2 separate regions of the Mus musculus genome follow, and region 2 is linked to region 1. The links are chromatin contacts, called in public promoter capture Hi-C maps. All regions are on one chromosome and are shown on one strand. The core of a region is the stretch at or near the end of the contact, and the rest is flanking DNA. Distances in the headings are between cores, read along the strand shown.

The links. Promoter capture Hi-C pulls out the DNA fragments that hold promoters and counts their contacts.
Region 2: a contact with region 1 is called in a promoter capture Hi-C map of embryonic stem cells, with 2.5 times the contacts expected there. The contact joins the promoter of Prr14l here to the promoter of Ppp1cb in region 1. A contact is called at or near these places in 3 of 39 promoter capture datasets (embryonic stem cells, erythroid cells and liver), 2 of 484 Hi-C or Micro-C datasets (CD4 T cells and Th1 cells), 3 of 115 datasets of contacts at active chromatin or transcription factors (astrocytes, effector CD8 T cells and memory CD8 T cells) and 1 of 9 other capture datasets (adipose tissue).

What each region holds. Positions count from the first base shown.
Region 1 is chr5:32,457,453-32,463,484 of GRCm38.p6, reverse strand. It overlaps Ppp1cb (protein phosphatase 1 catalytic subunit beta), which reads right to left and starts at 4,515. Exons shown (of 8, transcript NM_172707.3): 1 at 4,078-4,515. The coding sequence starts at 4,129.
Region 2 is chr5:32,850,104-32,856,325 of GRCm38.p6, reverse strand. Prr14l (proline rich 14-like) reads left to right here and starts at 2,096. Exons shown (of 11, transcript NM_194340.2): 1 at 2,096-2,233; 2 at 4,328-4,444.

The DNA.
Region 1 (6,032 bases), core at 3,266-5,765:
TAATCAATAAAGAAGCTTTAACTCTCTCCAGTTTTCCAAAAGTCTAAACACCGAGTTACCATGTAACAATTCCCCTCCCAGCAATCTAGCCTAGGGAACTGAAAGCCTAAATCCACTCAAAAACAAGTTGAGAGCAGGATCGTCCTCAAAGGTCAAAAGGGAAAACAACTCAAATAGCCATCAACCAGTGAGTATTTCTGAAAATTGTTACACAGACACAATGGAGTATTATTCAGCCATAAAAGGAATGAAGTACTAATACATTTTATAACATAGTTGAAACTTGAAAACATTACAAGAGGCCCAGGAGTTACAGAGCCTTTAATCCCAGGAGGATCTCTGAGTTTGGGGACAGCAAAGGCAACACAGTAACACCTTGTCTCAAAAACTTGAACTCAAAAAACTCAAAAGAAAATTAGTCACAAAAGACCACATTATATACACTTTCATTTACATAATATGTGCATAAACCGGCAAATCTGGAGAAAGAAGGCAGATTAACGATCCGATCCGCTCTACTGCCTAGAGGGAGACAGATGAAGAAAAAAGAAACAGGGCTTGTGGGGGTGGGGGGAGGTGGAAGGGAGGGAGAATGTTCTAAAGCTGACAGTGGTGATAGCTGCAAAACACTGTGGACACACTAAAACTCACTGACTAACACAGCAGCAATAGGCAAACCATGTGGGATATGAACTGCATCTCAAAGTTGTCTTTAAAAGGGAAGGTTTGGGCTGGAGCAATGGCTCAGCCGTTAAGAGCCTGGCTGTTCTTGCAGAAGACCTGGGTTCAAATCTCAGCACCCACAGGGCGGCTCATCACATCGTAATTCCAGTTCTAGGGCATCTTCTGGCCTCCAAGGGCACCATTTGATTCTCTTTCACAAAGTATCAGGATTCTACTTACTTTTGACTTCTTTCAAAATAAACTCATTTGGAATGTTACCTAAGGCCCCCAGGTGACTCCCACTTCCTCTTCAAATATCTAGAGAACAACCACTCTAAGCAAAACCTTTTACTAGGCAGGCTTTCTAGCTCACTCACAGAACTAATCTGAACTTATGTAATCAATTATGATAAATCACAAGACTATAGTAGGGTCACTACAGATGGCAAAACAGTTATTGTTTAGTTGTAAGTAAAACTTAAACCAAGAAAATAATACTGGAGAAGCACACCCAGTCCAAACAATGTTCTAGTCTTTTTATTTAAATGGTCTAACATCGAACAAAGTAACATAAAAAGTAGTTACTGAAAGTGAGTGCACTTAACTGGCCATCAGAGTTTAATATATTTTTAAATGAATAAACTGTAACATAAAGTAAACACTTTAAAATGAGACTAGGTTCTGATCAATTTTTTTCTCTTAATGCAAAAAAACATTTTTACAAAAGCAAGGTTTTTTTCCTGTTGTGTTTTGCTGGTCTAGAGCTCAGAGATCTGCCTGCCTCAGCCTACTGGGTGCTGGGATTAAAGCCACAACTTTTTGCCCAGCCAAAAGCAATCTTTAATTGATAGACAACACTGCATCTTTTAGGAACACATATTTTAAGTGCATACACTGTGAAATGGCTGAACACACTGAATCCACACATTTTATCTACCAAGGATGTCATATTTATCATACTGGTCCTTAGAGCACACATTCTCGAAGGTTCTCTTCACACTTTCAATACAATGACCACTAACTGTAGTCTTGCTATGGATAGACGTCTTTAACTATAATTACATATCTTTTAATGTTCACTTTCATTTAGGACACACAAAATATATAACCTAGACATCTTTAACTATAATTATGTATCTTTTAATGTTCACTTTCATTTAGGACGCACAAAATATATAACCAGGTTATTCTGTTCTGCGAGGCAACTTTACAGAATAGCACCACTTGAATTTGAGTTAAATTAGCATGTAATACTGAAAACTAAAGTAGGCTGCCCGGCAGAGGTGGTGCATGTCTCTAATTCCCAGTATTTGGGGAGGCAGAGTTTGAGGCAGCCTGGTCTACAGAGCAAGTTCCAGGATAGCCAGGTACAGAGAAACCCTGTCTCAAAAAAAATTTTTTTTTCAAGATTGAATTTACTCACTAGAAAATCCAAGACTTCAAAATTTATTTGAACAGGTTTAGGCTTGGGGAGGGAAGGAGGGACTGGTAATATTTTAGAGTAACAACAAAAGCAGTCTTCGTCTGGATTAAGGAACAAGAATGTAACAAAACTACTAATAAATTGTACATTCAAAGCAGGAAGAGCAGGAAGGCTAGCACACACTGAGAAGCCACTTGTTTATACTGAGCTGCTTGAGTGAGGAGTGAGCCTTATCTTTGACTCCTGGTGCCTGGCAGTGCAGTCAATAAACACTTGCTATATTAGAAAAAAAGAACGTATTCTTACCCAAGAAGGGGGGACTGGTGGGTGCTGGTGACTGATGATAGAACCAAATATTTAACAATGATATAGCTCAGGCTACTTTCCCCTTTTTCTCTACAACTCCCACTCTATTAGTTGTATTTAAGCATCTGTAACTGTATAGAAGTACATTTGATTTAAAGGCTTCTAGATCGGTTTAAAATACATGCATCTGCTATAAGGTATTTATGAAAAATTAAAAATATTAATAAACTGCGATAAAATCTGATCCAAATTTAATTTAAAATTTAGATTATATGAAAACAGTGGTGGGCTTAAATTCCCCTTCTCCGAAGAGTAACAAGATATAAAGATTTAAAATAACTATATTTCCCTAATAGAGCCAGCCATGTACTACAAGCATAAATTTTTTTTAACTAAACAAATTTCTCACAGACCCAGCAAGATGTTTCTATCAATTAAAGACCACAAAATCCCAAGCAGTAAACACAGCAAGCACCAGGGGGCCTCCCAGGAATAACTTGATACTAAAGGAGAAGGTAAATAAGAAAGAGTTCCTGGTAAAAGTTCTGCCTTTTTCTCAGCCTTAAGGCTGCTGGAAAGCTTTTACATCTGGAGCATATAAACAGAGTTGTTTTGTTGTTGTTGTTGTTTTAAACAGAGAATAAATACTTCGTACTTTAACTAGTTAAAGAAAAGTCACCCCTCTCCACGCTCTTTGGTAAAATTCCAAACACAAACAGCTTCGCTGTAGTAAACACACGCATTCATTAGGAGGCTGACAAAAAGGACTCTTAACCACTCAAAAACGCAATTCTTTTTTACACACTCCACAATTAGTGACGACGCAAATTTTATAGCGTAAAAGGGTTCTTTTGACCAAGACCCGCCTTTAACTTCGAACAGTATCCCCCAACGGACCAATACATTTAACTACTGGCCTCTCCATCTCCTCTTTTCTCCTTATGTTCCCACCAACACAAAACTAATCGATAAAAGCATAAGAACCCGGAACTTCAAATGCTGAGAACACTTGTAAAATACCTTTTAAGCTCAAGAGATTATTCACAACAGACATTTGCTAAGTTTGTGCAGAAATTAAACTCGGCTCAAACATGTTTAAAAAAAAAAAAAAGCCCCCAAATCAACCCCTTCAGCACATGTATCCGGGCGTTTCGTATTTCTAACGGACGTCTTTAACCTGATTCAGGATTTTTACTGTTTTTTTATACTCCAGATAATAAATGGTAAACTAGTCATCGTATCCTCTCCCTAATTCTTTCTAGAGCATCCAGTAAAATGCAAACGATCCGAGAGCCTTACTGGGAAGGTTTTATGTAAAATTCACTACCGGAACGACCATCGGAGGCTGCCAAGGGCAACGCACAAAGAGAACCGAGAAATACACATTCCACGGACACACAAAGCCCAGCGGCAGGCATCCTCGCCCCTTCTTCGGAACGGTCTGCAGAGGCCAGCACAGCGGCCAAGCGGAGCCCGGCCGCCTCTCGGGAAGACTGTACCAGCCGATGGGCCTCCGGCCTCGCTCGGCCCGGCCTCCCCGCCTGCCCGCCCGCCAGCCCGCGCTCCTGGCCTCCTGGGGCACCCGGCCCGCCCGCCCGCCCGCCCGCCTGCCCTCCTCTCCGACCTCAGCTCGAGCGGGAAGGGCCCCGCGGCCGGGTGGGGAGACGAGCCGGCGCCGCACTCACCCTCCAGCAGGCGGGTGATGAGGCTGTCCACGTTCAGCTCCCCGTCCGCCATCTTGTCGGCACCAGACTCTCCTCCCTAAAGCGTTAACAGGGCTTCTCGGCGGCGGCGGCGGCTCGGCGTTCTCACCTACGAGTCACGCGGCGTTTCGACCCCGGCTCCAACTCCCCCCGGGCGCGGGCCCTCCCCCCACCCCCTCCCCGCCGAGCAGCGACAGCGCGCGCACACGCTGGCGGCGCCCACTGGAAATAAATAAATAAACAAGCAGGCCCCCAGGAACCGGGCCGCGTCAGGAACCGGGCCGCGTCAGACCCCAGCCGCCACCGCCTCCTCCACCTCCTCCTCGGCACCGCCCAGCTCCGCAAAGCTCGGCAGCGCCACGGACAGCCCCGCCCTCAGCGTCACTCCCTCCCCTCCGCCCTTGCGGGCCGCCTAGCCGCGCCGAACTGCGCGCACGCGCGCCACGTCCCCTTCCTGCCTCTCCAGCTCCCCGCCCTCCCCTCCGCGGTTGCTAACGCGCAGGAGCGATTCCCTCTCTCAGGCGTTCCACTGCAACGAACAGTCGCCACTACGCAGGCGCAGGGCGGAGCCTGCCTTGCTTGTGAACGCAGAGCCGGCGTAGGCTGGAATGACCTTCCTTCCCTGCTCCCCAGGGCCTGGTGGTTCCGCAGAGTTAACTATTGCGTTCTTCCCGCCTTGCTTTTCTTTTCTAGGTTTCAGTCACTGGTTTTCAAAACAATTGCTCGTATTTCCGCTAACCCGGAAACGTGGGTTTCAGTTGCCTATGTTGGAAACCCAGGTGTGCTGGAGATAAGAGACTTCTCTGTTGAAAAAGATTGACATTGCAGATCAAGGGCTCTGTATCACATCACCAGAGTCGCTGATTCGCCAGGTGACCCTAGAAGAAACAGGATTCAAAGTGGGCCTCAGTCAACAGCAATAAGATTTTACACGCTCCCGACATCTCCATACACTCAGGATACCACTTTTCTATAGTTCTTTTCTGTTCATTGATTTCTTATATTGCTTAATTCTCTTATCTTGTGATTTTTAAACATTTCTCTACTGCACTCGGTTCCTAGAGGATAAAAATCACATTTACCGGGCATAAGAGACCTGTAATCCCTACAACTGGGAGATGGAGGCAGAAGATCCAGAAGCCCAAGGTCATCTTCAGCTACATAATAAATGCTTGCAGTTGGGATAAATTAAAAACAAATACAGGGACTGAAGAGATGATTCAGAGGTTAGGAGCACTGCCTGTTTTTTTGCAGAGGACATGGGTTCAATTCCCAGCACCCACATGGTTACAACTATCTATCTGTAATTTTGATTCTGATAAAAATAAAATAAAAAGAAAAGGACATGATTGCTTCTAGGTATGATGAAGAAAAAGGTTTATTAGAGATAAATGGGAGAACATAGTTGGGAGGAAAGACATCTGGGAATATTCAGAGCGAGCATGACTCTGAGGGGGAGGGAAAGAGAAGATTAGGGCAGGGAGTGTGCATGCCATACATACCCTGTAACAGGTAGGAATGGCTGAGAGAACCTGGGTCCAGTAACCACTTTCACATGTTAAATAAGTACCTCTGTCATTTGTCCCAGGTTTGAGACCTAACAGTTCCAGGGCATCTGATGCCCTCTCGGTCCTCTCTATGGGCACTATACATAGTACACAAACATACATGCAGACAAAGCACTCATATGCATAAAAATACTTTTTAAAAGTAAAGAAGGAAATAGAAAAAAAAAAAAGGAAACCAAGCATGGGAAAGATCAGATTAAACCAGGGGCTTTATTTCCAAAATGCACGCTGGAAGATTCTGTTAACTTGAAAAAGATGGGCTAAAAAGTTGACTCTCTGCTTTCTAGAAACTAAGAAACTGAAACACCAGTTACAAATGGAGGTAGATATTTTGATGCCATTTCTCCAAATCTATCTCTTCCATGACTT
Region 2 (6,222 bases), core at 847-3,346, 400 kb before region 1:
CCGAGTGCTGGGATTAACAGTGTACACCACTACACCTGGTTCAGTCAGTGCTCTTAACCGCTGACCCATCTCTCCAACCCTGCTGTGTGTCTTCTAATCATGAAGACCACTGAATCATTAATGCCTCTAGTTAATCACAGAACCTTTTTTTGTTTGTTTGTTTGGTTTTTTGGTTTTTTTCGAGGCAGGGTATCTCTGTATAGCCCTGGCTGTCCTGGAACTCACTTTGTAGATCAGGCTGCCTCCAACTCAGAAATCTGCCTGCCTCTGCCATCTGAGTGCTGGGATTAAAGGTGTGCGCCACCAAGTCTGGCATCACAGAACCTTTTTTAGTTTTTCCCCAGCTTTAACTAAACAAGCTATAGGTTTCCAGTATTTTCCAAAAAATATATAAAAATATATTTGTTTTGTTTTATTTTGAAAGCAAAAGCATTGTAAAACAGTAGAGGATTTGGGAATGGGCCAAGGGGTCTCCCATTGCATGATAAGCAAAAGTTCCCATGGTGGTATATATAATCCCATCACTGGAAGAGTTTGCGGCCAGTCTGAGTGAGAGATTGTTAAAAAAAAAAAAAAGTGTGGGGGGGGTATGTTTTAAAGAAAAAAGCCAGGTGGTAGGGCACATATTTCTTTTTTTTTTTTAAAGATTTATTTTATTATTATATGTTAGTACACTGTAGCTGTCTTCAGACACACCAGAAGAGGGAGTCAGATCCTGTCACGGATGGTTGTGAGCCACCATGTGGTTGCTGGGATTTGAACTCTGGACCTTTGGAAGAGCAGTCGGGTGCTCTTACCCACTGAGCCATCTCACCAGCCCTAGGGCACATATTTCTAATCCCAGCACTTGGGAGGCAGAGGCAGGCAGATCTCTTGAGTGTGAGACCAGCCTCATCTACAGAGCAAGTTTCAGTACAGCCAGGGCTACAAAGAGAAACTATCTTCAAAACTAAAAATAACCAAACAAAAAGTTGATAGATTTTAAGAGGCTACTTAAAAAAAAAAAAGAAAAAAAAAAGAAAAAAGATGGCGAGCCACATCTAAATAGTGAGTTCCAAGTCAGCCTGGACTACATAGGGAGAACCCTATTGCAATATTTCCTATCGAGAGAGAGAGAGAGAGAGAGAGAGAGAGAGAGAGGAGATAAAAGGATAAAAATAAAAATTTAGTAAGATGAATAATACTTTCATGTGACTTAAGAAAACGAATAAGCCAAGCATGGTCGCACATGCCTATTTTCCCTTTATCCAAAAGGTCAAGGCAGGAAGGTCAAGAGTTGAGGCTAGACTGGCACACATAGCAAGTTTCAGACTTGCCTGAGCTAAAAAGTAAGATCCTGACTCAAATCAAATCCTATGTAAACCAGGCTGTCTTCTGCCTTTTTGGGGTTAAAGGAGCGTGCAGCCAAGCCTTGGTTTCCTCTGCAGATCCTAATCAAAGAAAAGGTAATTTCAATTTTCTTTGTAGACCAGGCTGGCCTTGAACTCAAAAATCCGCCTGCCTTTGCCTCCCAAGTGCTGGGATTAAAGGAATGCCAGGTCCATTGTAATTTCTTCCAGACACTTCTTTAGGTGCTATGAATATAGAGTCCTAAAGAAAACAGACAAGGATGGAAAGAAACAGGCAACACAGATAAAATGAGGTACCTTCAATGCTAGAGAGGCAATGAAACAAAATCAAAGTGTAATCAAATACTTTCCTGGGTTATCTTTTGAATTTCAGTGTGATTAGAAGCAATAGGAGGATGGTGTGACCTAAACCTTTGATTATAGTTATTAGAAGGTCCCACAATCTGCCAGGATGGAAGCAGACAGGGCCCTAGAGTGGCATCTGTCCACCTCAGAGATATGGACCATAGCACTGGTAACAGTCTGAGACAGGAACTGGGTAGAACGATGTGTTTCTCTTTAAGAGTCAACGCGGTGGGGGCGGGGCTGAGCGTGTCTGGAGCTAGCGGAGGGTGGAGGTACCAGCCGGGAAGAGCCGCCCTCCGGATTGCGCGCGCGCCGTGCGGGGGCGGGATCGAGACCCGTCCGCATGGCTGGCTTTGGCCCCGGATGAGGAAGTGCGGTAGGTGGGGGGGGAGGGCACTGTGGAAGCGGTGGAAGCTGGAGCGCCCTCGGGCCTCGGCTCCCGAAGATCTGGTAGAGTTGGCGGCGGCGGGGACAGCAGGGACGGAGGCAGCCGACGCCAAAGTGGAGGGATGAGCACGAGCCGTGGAGGAGGCCACAGGGTAAGAGGCCTGGGCAGTCCCACGACCGCCTGGGGGTCCTCCGCCGGACGGTGCTGACTAAAGGGGGTCCGGGCCCCCAGCCTTTCAGGGAGCCGAAGGGCACCGAAGCAGTGCTGTTAGTGACAAACACCCACAGACATCCAGGAGATCAGGCTCTACGTCCCTGGGAGAAAACAGCTTCTCGGAGTCCTGGTTCCAGGGGAAGGAGGCTCCCATTCAACCTTCATCTGCAGGGGACCCCCAACTTCTCTCTCCTTGGAGAGGACGACGCCCCTTGTTGGTATACGCCTTTCCTCGGCTCTGGTCGATTTGTCAGCGAAGGGAGACCCGTTTATGGTGCCAAGGGGAATTCTTTATTCAAAAGAGCGACCCCCACTTTGGTCAGCGTCTTCCAAGTGAAGGAGGTTCTCAACTTTCCCAAAAGTGACAGAGGTATCCTATCTGCAAGAAACAGATCTCTCGATCCTTTATTTTTCACTTTCACCCCAAGATAGAGGGAGGCCCTGAATTTATGATATCGTAAGTCAGCTTTTCTCCCCTTCCCCCAGTCATGTCCACCAAGGGAGCTTTGGTTTTTGTGTTTTTATTAAGTCTCTTAGTATTGATTGAGCTGCTGCTCCTCTTTTGGAGTGTGATATTTGCAAGTTTGTATCTCCCACTTAACATCCTCATGACCTTGCCTCATCCCCTGTCAGTTGCAGCCCATCCTTAACCTGGGTACTTTTTTTTCTCTGAATTGTCATGAGGGCTCAAGGGAACTTTTGTGGAAAATGCTTGGTGCACAGTGAACGTTTGGTCAGTTGTTAGTATTGATATATTAAGAAAGAAAAGTCATGTCCTCAGAGAAACTGTTATTGGCATGAATGTATCCTCCATCACAAATTGCAACCCTCTTTCCACCAGAAAGGCTTTCCCTGCTCCTAAGATACAGTATTCTTCCTCTCACTTTGGATCTTGCTGTACTCTACTCCCTAAGTTAACAGAGAGCCTTGGTGAAAATCAGGGAAAGAAATAGTAAGTTTTGGAAACATGTTAGCACTTTACCTGTTTATTATTTTGATTTGAGGGATTTTTTTTTTATAGCTCGGGCTCAAACTAGGTAGGTAGTCAAGGCTAGCCTCTAGTCCCCCCAATAATCTTTTTTTTTTTTTTTTTTTTTGAGACAGGGTTTCTCTGTAGCCCTGGCTGTCCTGGAACTCACTTTGTAGACCAGGCTGGCCTGGAACTCAGAAATCCGCCTGCCTCTGCCCCAATCTTTTCTCACTTTATAGGACACTCCTAGTTCAGGCATGCACCACCATGTGCCACTTTATGTTTTGTTTTGAGACAAGCTCTCATGTAGGCTGTGCTGGCTTCAGATTTGCTATGTAGCCAAGCCTCTGATCTTCCTGCCTCCATCTCTTCATTAAGAGTCTTAAGAGGGAAGGAAACGTGGTGCCAGAAGCCAGACGTTCTTTGTCCACCAAATCTGTCTAGATCTCCTCTCTCTTCAGTTGCTTTTGTTGGCAAAAAAAAAAAAACAAAACAAAAAAAAAAAAACAAAAAAACAAACCTTCCCCTTATCTACACATCCTCTTCAGCCTCCAGCTCTCCAAAGTAAAAGACTGTCCTTTTCCAGTATGTAAAGCGTTGTAGATGGCTTCCTACCCCTCCCCCTTGGATAAATACATGAACGTCTTTCATATGTGGTGTCTTTTGTCAGTAGACGTCAAGAGCGTTTTCAGTTTAAGCCTCTGTTGAGAGATGGATTGCTTTTTCTGCATGTTAATAAAAAGGGAAAGGAAAACAGCCTTGATGCCTTAAGAGATTCCCTGCACACACACTTCCCATCTAAGAGCTGGGTCCCGTGTGATGATATTCTTCCTGGTCTTGCTTTCAGTTTGTGTTGAGATCTTGATTAGTGGTTTGTTTTTCCTTTGAGACAGGATCTAGCTATGTAGCCCTAGCTGGCCTAACACTCACTGTGTATCTCAGTCTGTCCTCCACAGCCTTCTCGCGTTGGCCTCTTCCTGAGTGTTAGAACCACTGGTGTGAGCCACCACTCCTGGTCTAGGGAGGGCCTAGTAAAAGATTCTTCTTTTTCTGTCCCTCAAGAGGAGGCCTCTTCTCCAAATTCCCTCATGGAAGAATTGGATACAGTGTCTGAATGTCCCTTATGGAGGGGCTGGCTGCAGGATCTGAATCTTTGGAAAAGAAAGCCCTTTTCTCAAGGTGAGAGGAGTGCTGTGAACTCAGGGCGTGATCATTCTTGTGAGTCTTGTTTCTTGACACAAGCATGGCAGTGCTCACTGTTGTTAACAGGGTCTGTACATTCCAGTTCAAGAGGAGGGATTATTGGGGCATGGAGTTTTTCTGATCTGCTTTCTTTGTTTGTTTTTCCCTTTTTTCTTTTTTCTTCTTGCTTTACTGCTATCAAGTTTTGCTTCCAAAACTATTGTTTTGCGGAAACGCTGAATGATGAGACATGTTGGCATTGTGGATTTGGGGCAGCGTGGTAAAATACATTCATTCTAATGACGTGGGGGGTTGTGACGGTCCACCTTTACTGGCTTTAGTCAGGTTTTTGATTTTTTGGTAGGGTAGGAGTTCAATTACCCAAAGACACGCTGAAGAAAACCTTTGTGTCTATAGTATTCCTAAATTGCCGTAAGTGCCCCTGAGCACCTATTAAAGGAAGGCATTAGCTTGAGTTAGCTTGAGCCCTGTACCCTGGTTGACACCTGTCTGTTCTATATACTGAAGCAGAAAGGAAAAGAGGGAGGTTGTCCTTTCCATCCTGGGGTTTTCTCAGGATTACTTTAGCTTGGTCATTTTGCATGAAAAGAATAGGCCCAGGAAAGTTCATTTAAACTGAAGACTTTGAGATCCTGTAGCTAGTGAATGGAGTCAGAGTAGGGAGGGACACTGGCTCTTGCCTTGGACACCAGAAGGTTGAATAACTCCCTACAGAGCTTTGCATTTGACACAGGTGGGAGGTCAGTTTAGTCTCAGCTCAAAAATATTCTCTCTTCCTCCTCCTTTTCTTCACCCTCCCTTTTGTTTTGTTTTGTTTTATTTTAAACAAACTTGGTTTGTTTTGAGACAGGGTCTCCCTGTATAACCTGTTATTAGACTGTGTAGCCCCAACTGGTCTAGAAATTTGTGTTTCCCTGGTATAGGGGTGGCAGGCTTGTTTTATGAACATCATCTTTTAGTAGAATAATTTTACTTCATATTTTGTACAAATGTCACTTATTTTATAACGTCTAAAATAAATCCATTTCCAAAATAATATAATACATATTTATACACATGGCAAGAGTAATTTAAGATTGATTTTTAAATTTTATTTTTTTGTTTTTTTGAGACGGGTTTCTCTATGTAGCCGTGGTTGTTTTGGAACTTAACTCTGTACACTAAGCTGGCCTTGAAGTTACAGAGATCCATCTGTCTGTCTCCTGAGTGCTGGGACACTCAGGAGATGTGTGCAACCACAGCCTGGCTTTATATTTTATTTTATGTATTTGAGTGTTTCACTTGCATATATGTCTGTGTACCATATGTGTGCCTGGCACCTGGAGAGGCCAGAAGAGGGCATCAGATAACCTGGAACAGGAGTTATATTCAGTTGTGAGCCTCCATGTGGGTGCTGGGAATGGAACCCAGATCCTCTGGACTAGCCATCTCTCCAGCCAGGTAAGAGTCATTCTTAATGGGTTAATTTTTGCTCAAAACTTAAACTAGATAATGACTTGATATTCTTCTCTAGTAGCTTGGTTATAAGCATTGAGAAGGTTTAAGTTGAATTTTATAAACATGTTACTTGTTTGTTCTCTCTCTCTCTCTTTCTGTTTTTGTTTTTGCTTTTGCTTTTTTTTTTTTTTTTTTTTTTTTTTAAGAAAGGGTTTCTCTGTATAGCCCTGGCTGTCCAGGAACTCACTCTGTGGACCAGGCGGGCCTCAAACTCAGAAATCCTTCTGCCTCTGCCTCCCCAGTACTGGGATTAAAGG